2 separate regions of the Anas platyrhynchos genome follow, and region 1 is linked to region 2. A link is a contact called in public Hi-C data. All regions are on one chromosome and are shown on one strand. The core of a region is the stretch at or near the end of the contact, and the rest is flanking DNA. Distances in the headings are between cores, read along the strand shown. Region 1 holds the start of PHF2 (PHD finger protein 2). Region 2 overlaps PHF2 (PHD finger protein 2).

The links. A called contact is a pair of places that touch in the nucleus more often than the background predicts.
Region 1: a Hi-C map of subcutaneous adipose tissue shows a contact between it and region 2, with 3 times the contacts expected there. The contact joins the promoter of PHF2 here to the enhancer-like site in region 2. A contact is called at or near these places in 4 of 8 Hi-C or Micro-C datasets (liver, skeletal muscle, small yellow follicle and 1 more).

The regions. Positions count from the first base shown.
Region 1 is chr13:19,771,643-19,778,273 of IASCAAS_PekinDuck_T2T, reverse strand. PHF2 (PHD finger protein 2) reads left to right here and starts at 1,426. Exons shown (of 22, transcript XM_013096610.5): 1 at 1,426-1,985. The coding sequence starts at 1,888. LOC119718208 (a long non-coding RNA gene) reads right to left here and starts at 1,439. Exons shown (of 3, transcript XR_005269032.2): 1 at 1,310-1,439; 2 at 1-202.
Region 2 is chr13:19,721,557-19,727,978 of IASCAAS_PekinDuck_T2T, reverse strand. It overlaps PHF2 (PHD finger protein 2), which reads left to right. Exons shown (of 22, transcript XM_013096610.5): 2 at 2,441-2,526. Among named protein-coding and RNA genes, the nearest start is that of PHF2, 52 kb to the left of the region's middle. Within about 2 kb of position 1,763, at least 3 of the 8 cell types and tissues checked have an H3K27ac peak or open chromatin away from gene starts, as enhancers often do.

The sequences.
Region 1 (6,631 bases), core at 177-2,676, 51 kb before region 2:
CTAGAAATTTGGTTTCACTTGTAAACATTCATGGTAGACCCAGGAATGTAATTTCTGACACTAGTTCAATGTAGCTCTGCATGAACACTGACTGAAAGTCATTGCTGTGGCATGTAAATTTGATGGGCAAGGCAAGTAATTTTGACGGTGTCTCTTCAATTGGCCTAGACAGGTTCTGCCTGTGCCGACAATGGCCTTATCTCTGCAAGGGAAAAAAAAAAAAAAAAAAAGAGCTCAAGTTATTTGGGCCCTTGAATTCTCCTTGTCTACTACAGGTGATTTCTGATGATTTTTGCAGACTGCTGAAAAAACAGAAAGGTGTCCATTTTTTATTTTATTTTTTATCTATTAAGAAATAGATATATCCCCCCGTCCCTCAAATGAGATGGATTCAAGACACCAAATCAATTGTAACTGGCAATCACAGGTCAGGTGGGACTCTGGGACTCTTTGTGACTATTTTATGAAGTTTTCGCACATCTATGAGAAGTGTGCCAGTGGCTATCAAACACACTCAGCGTACATCCCAGCAAAACATTGCAAAGTGTGACTATTTTAACCACCCCATCAGCTGTTTGGAGCCTAGGTGTTGGGGGAAATTGAGGTCCTGCATTCTCAGTCTGGGTTCAGATTTTGCCTTTGCCCCCCCTGTTTACTGCTCTGTCCATGAGGCAGCCGGTGTCTGTGGGCAGTTGTAGTCTGGGGCTACACAGGGGTGTCCAAGGGGCACCCCACAGCACGGAGCCCATACCTGCCGGCTTTGGGTCGGTGCTTTGCAGGCACAGGGTGTTTATTTTCACCTCTGCTGTAGCAGCCCTGCTTGCTCCGTGGCTCGTGGTGACCGGACCAGCACACGCAGAGGCAGGTACCGTCACACGCACTGCAATAACTCCAAACAACTAACAGGCCATTTATATTTTTTTTTTTTATTTTTTTAATATAAATCAACACACGTGCAGCTTGTGCCCAGAGGCCCCTAACCACCCCCAGGGCACTACCCAGCGGGGTGTCCTGTCAGCCGAGGGGGCAGCACGGCGGCTGCGAACCGCTTGGAAGCGCGGATGCTCCGCACCTGGCCGCGGAGCGAGAGCTGCCCATGGGTGGGGGCCTCCGAGCCCGGCTGCAGGACGGGGGGCACCGGGGGGTGCTGGGGGGCACCGGGGGGGGGGTCTCTCCCTCCTGCCCCCGTCCCTGGGCACCCCCCGCCGTTCCCGGGCCACTTTACAAAGTCCCTCCCGGGGCACCGCACCGGGGAGAGCCCCAGGCACAAGGCGACCCCCCTCGGGCCCCGGGAGCCCCCCGAACTCACCCGGCGCGGAGCGGAGCGGAGCGGAGCTGCCGCCTGGCCTCGCCTCGCCTCGCCTCGCCTCGCCTCCCCCGCCGCCGCCCGCCCCAGCCCCAGCAGAGGAAATATTGCAATGTTGCAAGCTGACGTAAGGACATTACAAGGAAAGGGCTACATTTCGGAGTGTTTATGAAAAGCCTCGGTACTGTACTGTCACCAGGGGGCATGCAATATAATGCATTTCGCCAAACATTTTGAATAATAATCATTTAACAACAACAACAACAAAAAAGCCCCAGTCCGGTCGGTCGGCGCTCGCGGAGCCGGAGGAACCATGCAGCCAAACTTTGCGAAGCCCTTTATTATTTTTCTGACATTGCTCGCTCGCCCTTGAGGAGCCGTAATTGCATTATCTGATTTTTCCCCCCCCCCTCTTCTTTTCTTCCCCCTTCCCCCCCCCCCCCCTCCCCGCTCCGTCTCTCGACATTGCAAATTTGCTGGCATTTTGGAAGGAGAAGCAGCAAAAGCTACCTAGCGGCAGGAGCCGCAGCGAGCCCCGCTCGCTTGTCTGGGAGTCCAGCGTTGTTTTGAAGGGAGCTAACATGGCGACGGTGCCCGTCTATTGCATCTGTAGGCTGCCCTACGACGTAACCCGCTTCATGATTGAATGCGATGCCTGCAAGGACTGGTTTCACGGCAGGTAACACAAAGAGATCGGGCCTTTTCCCCCCTTTCGCCGCGATCCCCCCCTCTCGCTCGGTGCCTTTCGCCTCCTTTTCTCTCTCCAGGGCAGAGCGAGGGAGACGGTGCCGTTGGAGCCGCTGCCGTGTGCAGTTTTCCAACAGGCCTTTTTGGAGAGGAGGAGGAGGAGCCACTCTGCCCCCGTCTCTCTCTCTCCCTCTGTTGTATTTTTTTTTTGTTTTGTTTTGTAAATTTCGCTCAATTCTCCTCACAAAGCCCCCCCCCCCCCCCCCCCCTTTCTCCCCGGGGCTCCGGTGTCACTGGGGTGGGGGGGCTATTGTGCTTTCCCCGGGGCGGGCAGCCGCCGAGCGGGGGCCGCGCTCGCCCCGCCGCGGGGGCCGCTGCTGCGGGGCCCGGAGCTCAGCGGGGCCCCGCGGCTCCCCCCGGCCGCCCGCAGGAGCGGCTCGGCGGCGGCGGCGCGTCCCGGGGCTCGGCCGCCCTGACAGCGGGCTCGGCCGCACGGAGCCCAGGGCCCCCGCGCGGGGGGTTTCTCTCTTTTTATTTATTTATTTATTTATTTATTTATTTATTAAATGTATTTTATTTTTTCTCTCGCTCCTCACCACCCCGCGGCACCCACCGGGTGTTTCTGACAGGGCTGCTGCCATCGCCGCGCCGGCCTCTCGCCTTAACCCTTGGCGGGGCGAGCCGGGCGGCGGCGGGGCAGGGCGAGGGCTGAGGGAAGGGAGGTGTGTGTGTGTGTGTGTGTGTGTGTGTGTGTGTGTGTGTGCGCGTATATGTGTGTGTATCATGTGTATAAATGTCTGTGTGTGTGTGTCTGTGTGCGCGTATATCTGTGTGTGTGTGTGTGTGTGTGCACGGGGGGGACGCGGCGCCGCCGTCGCCGAGGGCCGGGCTCCACACGCGCCCTGGCGGAGGGGAAGCGCGGCCACGCTGGCTCCGCCGCGCCGAGGGGGGAAGCCCCTCCGCAACCGGGGAGCGACGGCCCCGAGGCGGGGCGCGGCCGGGCGGGGAAGACCCCGGCGGCAGAGAGCCCGCCCCTCGGCCGGGCAGGGCCGGGCAGGGCGCCCCCGCCTCGGCGGGGACGAGCAGGGTCCCCCCGGTCCTCCCCCCACCCTCCCCCAGTCGTCCCTCCCCCGGTCCCTCCGCCGCCGTGTGGCGCCGAGCCCCGGCGGCCCCCGGACAATGGGCGCCCGCCTGTGACCGGCCCCGGCCGCCCCACCGGCCGCCGCCGAGGGCTGCAGCCCCTCCGAGGGGGCTCGTTTGGGGCGGACAAAGGCGGGCTGGGGCTCTCGCCCCGGCTCTCCCCTGAAGCATTGTCATGGAAAGCAGGCGCAGGCGGGCTTTTGTGCGGGAGACAATGGCAGAGCGAGCGCGCGCGAGTTAACGCCGCGAAACTGAACTTCGGGAGCGTTTCGCTTTTTTCTTTCTTTCTTTCCTTTTTTTTTTTTTAATTTTTATTCTCTTTTCCTTCCGCTCTGAGAGCGATGGGGAAGTCGGCAGAGGGGCTGAGGAGCCGGGTGGCGGGGCGGGGAGAGACAGAGTCACGGTCAAAATTAAAATGCAGCCTGTCACAGGGCGAGCGCTGGGCCGGGTGGTGGTCGGAGAGGTGAAATGGTGTTAAATTAGAGGTGTTGGGTACGTGCCGGGGGCAGGGGGCACTGACCGCGGTCACGGGCAGCCGAGCAGGCCCCGGGTCAAGTGCGGCGTCCTGGGAACCGGCCCCGTGCTCAGAGAAGCTGGTACAGAAACCTAGCGATGGCCCTCGGGATGGTGTGCCACCAGTGGGTTAAAAAGCTGTTTGTAAACGTGAAGTGAAACAGGGAAATGCGCAGTTCCGTGCCCGTGTTGGCAGTGGGGTGCTCTGCGTTTGTGGTTCTGGACATCAGGCTCGAACAAGGCGCGCTGGCCTGCGCTAACACTGAGGTACAGGTGGAACTGACTGAGAGGCTGAAGAGAAACTTCAGTAGGTGTGTGCTTGAGACTCGGGACACTAAAGTACTTGATAAAAATGAAGACTTTCACACTTCATGGATTCCTGAAAAACCTAAGCAAGACAAGGAGTTAAGCTGCCTCGATACAGTGGGTAATGTTGATTAAAACTGATGAAAAGCGATCAGCCGTAACTGAGCAAGACGATGATCGTTCTGTGAGCAGCTCGGTGACCATCTTCCGCACGCACAAGGAAAGGTGGTTCATTTATAAAGGGAGAGTGGGGTCATAAATCCATCACACTGCCTTAAAAACAGGGTGCGTATGCTTTTTGCTTAGCCACAAGGTAGCACCCAGAGATGTATTTTAATGTAAACAAAACTGAGAAGGAGGAGACTTCTGTTCGAGGGGAAACCTCATGGTTGTATTGGAGAAGTATGTTGACTGATGAAGTAGGAAACCCCTTGTATATGTGCCTATTTGATTTGCTTGGTATTACATGAACAAATACATATTCAACAATGAAAAATGTAAATCAGGATTTAGTCATGTAGAATTGTCCTGTCTGTCTCCTAGTCTCACAAAGCACTGACAGTGTTAATGTTTATGTGGATACTCTACTGCAACCAAAAATAAGCAAGTGTGCAAAGCTGCACAAGGAGGCTTGCCCAACTTTTTAATTCTGTAATCATGCTTGTCTCTTTAACATGGCACACAGTGTGCAATTCAGAAAACAAATGTCATTCCTATTTTGGTTTTGTGGAAAAGGATAAGGTGTTTTCCTGCTTCCTTTCTGGCACTAGTTTCCAAATATTTAAAGAAATATTTTTCACAGTTTCAGTTACACAGCAGTCACTGTCTCCCTGCAATCTAATGGTGGGTAGCATCTCTGTGGCAACTTCAGTGGTTTTGAGGGTAAATTAGAAGTACTAAATGTGAGTTAAACTTGTTTAATGCAATTAGAAGTTGGAAACAGGGAGATGGAACCACCACCACGTGACGGATGAGCGCTTTCCAGACCACCACAGTGTACTCAGCAGTTTGCTGATGCGCCCTTGACTACAGTTTGGAAATCACTGCTCTGTGATGTTTCCTCAAACAAGTGCCAGAGGGAGGGAGCCGGGGTTCTCAGGGGCTTTCAGATTTCACTCATCAGGGAAATTTTTATTAGTGAGGATTTCTCTTGTGAAGCAGTGTTTGATCTTTCTGTAGAATTCATTCCTTAACTCTGAGAAGCTTCTACGTGGTTGCTCATTGTCATATCTAAACTTTTGTGTGGCAGGGGAAGGCTGTACCTCAGAGCACTCCTCTGTTTCCTGGCTGCCTGTCATCATTCTGGTTTGGGCCTGTACGTAGTGAAGTGACTGCGTTAGAATACACTGCTGAATTGATATAGATGGCTGATAGGTTTCCTGTGAGAGACAAAGTTTAGGCATCCCTGTTAATTCTGTGGATCAGTCGTCACTGGTAATCTTGCCCATGTGGTGGTGTTGATCTATAAAGAGAAAGAGGAAAGACTTTTTCATCATTGGCTCTGTTCCTTTCCTGTGAATGCCTTCAGAGGCCCTTTGTTATGACTCCATATGTTACCCATCATCAGAGACCCTTAGATGCTGTTTATGAAGTGGATTGAACGAAGGAGCCACTGGTATGTTCACAGAGTGCTGTTTGTGACTTCTCATTAGATTGAGTTTCAGTCGTTTCTGTGCTTTCTATGTGCCTGAGCAGCTTGAGACGAGCAGCTCGAAGCTCCGGCGAGAATGGAGATGATCTTATAGGCAAAAGGAAAAAAAATCCCACAGCAGACAGCAGGGTTGTCAGACTCCTCCGCTCGTGAAGACTGTACATTCTTTGCCAAAGAAATGCATGGAGTTGGGACACTTTGAAACGCTTACTCTTGGATTCCCAAGGAATCATGCTTGTCCCTGCTGTTACTTTTCCTCCCCTGTGGTTAGTTAAGCTGGCAGAACGTTTCTGTAGCACAGTACTCACGGGTTTTCCTGTTGCAGTGGTCATGGACTTGTCATCCTCTGTGAGACTGATGAGTGGAAATCTACTGAAGACATCACTTAGGTCAAACACAGTCTTATGGCCTGTATTTACAGGATTACAGTGGTCTCCAATGACTAATCGCTCAGTCTGCACAGTCCATTCTGACTAGGGATATTGCTGGGGACTACCTGAAAGTCTTGAATAAGGTGTCGGACTCAAATGGGCGGATAAACCATTCAAGACTCAGACTTGTCTTTGTGGAGCTGACCATATAGTAGCTTCAGTAATCCCAGCTCCTGTGTTTGCTGTCCTCTGCATCCTTCTGCTATGACCTCCAAAGTGTTGTCTGGTATCTCCTGAAATACCCCTTAAAATTGGATGGCAGCTGTGGCTTTCATAGTGCACAGAACCCACCTCTGACGAGGAGAAGGAGGGAGTTGTAGCACGTGCTGATTGACAAAGAAGCTGAGAATCGGCAGGTTCCCAAGTAGCTCCTCTGCTATGTCTTCTGCAGGCCTGGCCAGCCAAATTGCTTTGTGCAGGCAGTGCTGTGAGCTACACGTGTCTTCCAGGCCACGTACCGGGCAGGCTTGCTTTAGGTGGGGTGGGAGAAGATAGTTCACCAGCTCAGGGGCATGGTTTGGCAAAAGCATGTTCTGCCTCTGTGTTGTGAACGGCACCTTCTTGTCTACATCTCAGTGATGATGTTGCTCATAATCT
Region 2 (6,422 bases), core at 514-3,013:
TTTTGTTAATGATCATCAGAGTCATTTCAATAGGGGTGAGCGCTTGGAAAGTTTGTACCTGCAATTTCAGGTGCAGTAAGGGTAGTGGTTTCTGGCTGCTGGAAGCTGTAAGTGGCTAATCATTATTCAAAAGCCGTGTTGTGTTGGAAGAGTTGACTGCAGCCTTCAGAGAACCATCTGAGTTTGAGGTCAGTTATTTTTACTCTTCCATTTTGTTCTAGTTAAATATTTTTACTTGCTCTCAGAACAATAGCTCCCACCACACTGAAGCCTTTGCCCATTGCAGTAGCTTTTCATATCTCCTGTAGCAATCCATGCGGTGCCCAAGGGTCTCATCTGCTTAGTTTAGCTAAATATAGGCTTTTCAAGCCCTTGTATAGAGCCTAATCCATACCTTTACAAAGCCTGACAAGCTGAACCCAGTGGCATAAGCAGCTGATGCAGCTTTACGAGCAGAGGAATCCTCCACATTCTGTTACGCTTGTTCTAATCTGCCAGGGTTTGTTTAAATTTTCTACTGCTTAATCTGGTATTTATTGCCTGTACGTACTTGACTCTGAGGACTGGATTGTTGTGATGATTTTTTCCTGTCTGCAAACTTACTCTTCAGTTTTCCATGCTGTCTGCCCAGGGAGACCCTGTGATTTTGTATTTTTTCAAGCAACTGTTTAATCCAAAAAGCATCAGCTAAATCTGTGATTACTTTTACATGATTCAGAAATAAGTTTTGTTTACCAGCAGTGCTGCTGCAGCTCTGCTGCCAGGCTGAACTCACAAAAATGAGAATTTCTGCAACTTTGGTTGCAAAGCTTCTTTAGTTTGGCGAGGCCTGGGTCCCATGCTTACACTGGTGGCTACAACAGGATGGAAATGTCCACAAAGGTTTCTGGCAGAATATTATTTTGTGGTCAGAAAAAAAGGATTTATTTCCATATCTTACCTTCTTTGGCATTTTCCAGCTTTGGGGAATACTCACTGCTTGTTTTTTTTTTTTTTTTTTTGTGGATGCTGGTTTTCAAAAGCAAGTAGATCAGTGGATTGTAACCATGATCCTTACAGTTACACGTCACTTCGTGGCTTGGATTCAAAGCAGCTTCAAACCCACCTCTGTAAACACAGAGGGTCATTGTGTATTTTGATTTACATGCTTCTGTCACTTTTTCAAAGCAGCTCCTGCTGCCCCAAGCATGCCGGTGTGTGCACATACCCACACCCCCAGAGTCACAAGAGCTCTGAGCTCCACATGGCCAGGCAGGTGGTGCACGTGATGGCAAGATGACACTTCCATGATATGGGTCCAAACCCTTCCCCTGGCAAAAGAGATATATTGGAGTTTTTGCTAACCGAAGAGCATGGAGAAGGTGTTTCAGGGTTGAAGCAGGGAAACTCCAAGGCTGCTCCTGTTGTGGTGTGATCCAGCCTTGTTTGTGCTGATGGTCAAGGTGAGGCTGCCTTGGTGAGGAGCCTCTCATGGCTCCTCTTGCCCAGCTGAGCTCCCATGGAGCCATCGCACGAGGGCTCTCACAACCCCCAGCTTTCTGCAAGGCAGTTGAAGGATATTTTCGTGTATGTGCTGCAAAAATGCGCCTCGCAGTCTGGGCTGTTTCAGACAGAACAAGCAGGAGCAGAATCCTGTTTGCTTTGCCTCCTCCTGGAGGAACGGTGCCATTCTGGAGTTTGATTATTTGGCTGGCTGCTCAGCGCTTCGGCTGCGCAACATCTTATCTTGGGTACTTCATTCCTTCGCAATTTAGTTTTGTTTTCCCCCAGTGCTGTGTTGTGCCATTGGATTGCATTCACACAGCGTGCCCGCAGGCTGCGCTGTATTGTTACGTATGTTGTGCATCCAAAATAATCTCAGTGGGTGTTCCAAGCAGCTGCCATGATACAACCCATCTTCTTGGCAGCCAGAAGTGCTGTGAGCTATGTGTCTTCTTTGCCTCTTCATCTTCAGATATTGCAATAGAAAGGGAACCTACAGAAGCCTTGTATATGGTATACCTTGGCAGAGTGCTCCAGTACCTAGCAGCTGTCCATACATGCTTGGTGAAGCTGTGTTTTGTTAATTAGGTTTATGCGGGAGGGTACTTGAAGAACTCTGTGTAGGTACAAAGTGGTCTGCCTAGGAAAAAAACATTCTTGGGGACTCGGCCACATTTTAATGGGGAGTCCAGAGTGAGCTGGTAAGTGGCTTCCTGAAAGCCACCTTTTTTAGCACCACATCAGGAACGTAGGCTACAGAAAATCCGGTCAGACTGTACTAGTGTAAAGAGCAGCTAAATTTTGCTTGGGTATAGCCGTTAGCAGTCAGCATAGCTGCATAGTAAATGCACAGCTTATAGGGTGGTGTTTTTTTTTTTTTATTATTATTATTAATTGTGTGCTTGCATGTTTGGAAATTGGCTCAAGCTAATGTAATATCTGCTTTTAAATATTCCAGCTGTGTGGGCGTTGAAGAAGAGGAGGCACCAGACATTGACATCTATCACTGTCCAAATTGTGAGAAAACCCATGGAAAGTCTACTTGTAAGTATACTTGCACGGCTGGTCCTCAGACAGATGACAAATTCTGTATGTTTAAACAAAAGAATCTTCCTTTTGTTTTGTTACAGTAAGACACATTTAAATAGATTGTGTCATAAAAACAGGAATTCAAAACATGAGGTGAAAAGAGGCATCAGGGGGAGGGGGGGAATCATGGACTGGATTCTAGAGATCTGAATTTAGCTTCCAGCCTCACCTGGCCTCAGGCAGCATGCGTGAGCTGATGCAAGGTACCTTACCTCTTCTGCTTCAGTCCCCAGTCTGCGATGAAAATAGCGCGTCCTCCCTTAAGTGTCATGAGGCACTTACTGCTGTGGACTAGACAAAGGTCTAATACAGTGATTTTCGGAAACTGTGTGGTGTTTTTTGTCTTTTGATGAGAAGAGTAAGAAACAATATGTTATGGTTTGCCAGGGTATAAAACTGTAGCAATTTCAGTGGCAGTCAAAACTGTAGGATGCACTGGGGATGCCAATTCTTGCTGTTATTTCACAGGTAAAAGTTCTCCTGAGTAAAAGTGACAGTTGATCTCAGTGGGAGCTTTGTCTGGGAAAGAATTGTAACTGTGTTTGCCTTTGGTCAGATTAATTCACAAATTCTTTCTGTTACACAATGGGAAAGAAAAAGAAAAGAAACCAATTGCTGTAAGATTAAATGCTGTACTTGAAAGCCATTTATTGTAAATAAGCAACAGTGATGTGGATGTTCTTGCTCCTTTGCAACATTACTGCAACACACAGAGGAAAAGCACTGTGCTCATCTCCCATGAGCACAGAATCAGAACATTTCTTTTTTAGTGAGAAATCAGGGATGGGTGGAAACTGATTTCTGTTGTATTAAAACTCAGTAATACTAAAACCAGCTAATTATTCCTTCACTGTCTTCAAAATTCAAGTTGAAAAAAAAATATCTTGGAGGAAAGGGGAATGGTCTGAAATGTTTGTTTTGAGGTCAAAAAATGAAATTGTTTTTCCACTCTTTTTCAAAATAAAGTGTGAACTGGAAACCTGGACAATCTGCAGCTGTTCTTGTCACCCAGATGGTCTGCTAACAACTGGTCCAAGCAGGGCACCCACAAATTGGGCACACTGGCAAAAAAATAAATTAAAAAAAATTGGGAGGCAAGTCCTGAAGGATTTAACAAAATCAGTATGTCCCCACAAAATGTTTTGATTTAAATTAATCAGTTTTGTTGGAAGATTTTTGACAAATGTACTGGAAATTGTTCAAACAAATAAGCACAAGTGATGTTAAAGCAAGCAATTTGGCATTACAATGGCTTGCCTTGAAAAGGGATGTATAGCTACAGATACTCTGAGGCTATTATTGAGCCAGTGTAGGAGAGAAAGCAGAGGACTTCTGAGAGTTTTGTATGACATTGAGATTTGATTTCTTCCACTTTGCTTTGAACTATGAATGGTGAAAGACACCTATTTTTCAGTATGTGTGTGTGGGGGAGAAATCAGACAGAAGTAGCCAAAATCTACCATCAGGAATTAAATATAAATCCTGTTAAAAACAGTGGTGCATAATCTTAGAATTTAGAAATGGCAGTTTTTGATTAAAAAGACTACAAGTTGAATATACTAGTTAAAATGAGGAGAGTTTAAACTAACGACAGTCTTCTGATGCTTTAAGGTTTTTGGCTATTTAATTCTTTTTACTGCAGATATAATCTGTCTTGGCAGTATGTCCCTCAGTCTGCATTGTGCAGCATGGCAGAAAGTGGAGCTAGAACACTGTCACTAGTTACAGTGTTCAGTGTCATAGAAATACAGAACATTATATAACTTTCCCATAGATCAATATGAGTTTGTTTTCTCTCTACATTATGGAAAGTTAGATGATGTACAAGACCAGCCATCAGAGTAGTTACATATAAAGATCTTGGGAACATTTAAACATTAGTTGTTGATTAACTTACCTTCAGTTTTGGTCTAAGATCACAGGTTCCTCAAGCTGCGTAGCAGTTTTCACCATTAACCAATAGAATCGTGGATTCTGTTGAAAAAATAGGCTGTTATCCTGTAGCCCCTCCTTGCGGAGTGCAATAGGCTAGAAAATAGAAAGACCAAGTAAATGAAGGCAGGAACAGCTTGACTTAATGCATTCGTTCTGGCAGGCATTTGTATGCAGTACATCCTGCTACACTGCACTTAGCCTCTGTTGGGACTTCCACAAGATGATCAGATTCATTTGTTTATTAACTGTTCCAATATATGTTTAAATGAGTTATCTAGCAGTATCAGTTTTGTAATAAATGAGCAAGTGTTGTTCCTGAGCCAGTTGTTCACTGGTAGGATTTAATTATTGCAAGATTAGCAAAGGGAAACACAGACACCAATTGTCTGTTATGCAACTTGTCTGGATTTAAAAATATATGTGTATTTCTGGAGCACACATTCCACAATATATGTTTTCCAGATGTCAAATTTTAAAATCATTTTCCTCCTCTTACATTCTTCCACTTTACCAATGTGGCTTAGTGGCTACTATTTCAGAAAATTGCTTCCTGTCATATGACATTTTAAGCCATTTCACTTTAATGAAATTTGTAGGGACTTCTCTTTGGGAAAAATTATACACATTCACAAAAATTTTTCTGACATCATTTACATAAAATGTAAGTGCTTTGTTAAGGCAGACTTGACTCATTTTCATAACACAGTCTGAAATGTTTGGTTTGATTGCTGTCTGTTTTGCAGCAGTGAAAATCAGGGTAAGTTCTCTGGAATCAGGGAAGTTACGTAGATGCAAGCAGACCAAAGTTAGGCTGAAACTGTTTTTAAACAGTTACAGCCTTTCATGTAAGTCAATAGAGAACTAATATGGTGCTTCTAAGTAGCCCTTCATCATAAATACATTTGAAAAACTGTAAGTACACCTTTGAAGTCTAGAATTATACATTTTCAGATCATGAAAATATATTCCTTCTTTCTTCTGGAGGGTTTTCTGTCAGAGGAGAGGGTTATATTTTTCAAAGGTCAAATTTTGATCAGAAAGTTCTGCAGACAAAGAAATCTGTAATCATTTAAGAAAAAGTCCTCTTTTTGGCCAAAGCTAGTATTTGTTGCACATGTTAATGGACTTTAATCCTTACTGCAGTGCTCATGGTAAAGATGAAACATAAAGAGAATGGCTGAAAATGGGCCAAATGTCGACTGTTTGATGTAGCATAATGGCCTACAGCAGCCGGACTGCTGTGATCCCTGAGATAGCACCTCCTGTGGAGAGTTCTGGCGGCAGATGCTGCTTGCTGTCGTTGCGTGAGAGGTGGATGCCTACCGGCTCCCGGTACCCAAGGAAATAGCTCCCTGGTGCTTTCTGGAGAGTTGCGGTGGATTTCTCAGATAATGCTGATTTGCCTCTTTTATTTCTCAATGTGCCATGCTATCTGAAATAGAATAAAAGAACATGCTAATATGATAAGCTCTTTAATCGTCACTGTGACAAGCAACACCTGTTTTGCTGGGACTTGTGTGAGTAGTCCCTGTGCTCCATGGCTCTGTTGGGAGGGGGCACTCACTGGGAAGGAGAGAAGAGGAGGAAGGTTTGGCATTCATGTAGTGCTTGTTTCCTTTGTTACCAGGAGCACTGAATTAATACACTAAGCCTGAGAGTCATTAAGATAAAGAACTAGCAGCTTTAATGAATATATCCAGCTAGGCTGGAGAGCTGCATGGAACTAATAAAACCAACATGCTTTGTGCAAAACCCGGGGTGGATTCATTGGTAGATGTAATGGAAAAAGTTAGCTTGTTCCGAACCGTATGTCTTATAGCTGTGGCCTCCGGATTCCTTTCTTAACAAAAAAGTATGTGGATATGTGTGTGTGCATGTGCAAAGTGTGAGGAAAGAGTGCCATCCAGGCATGGCTG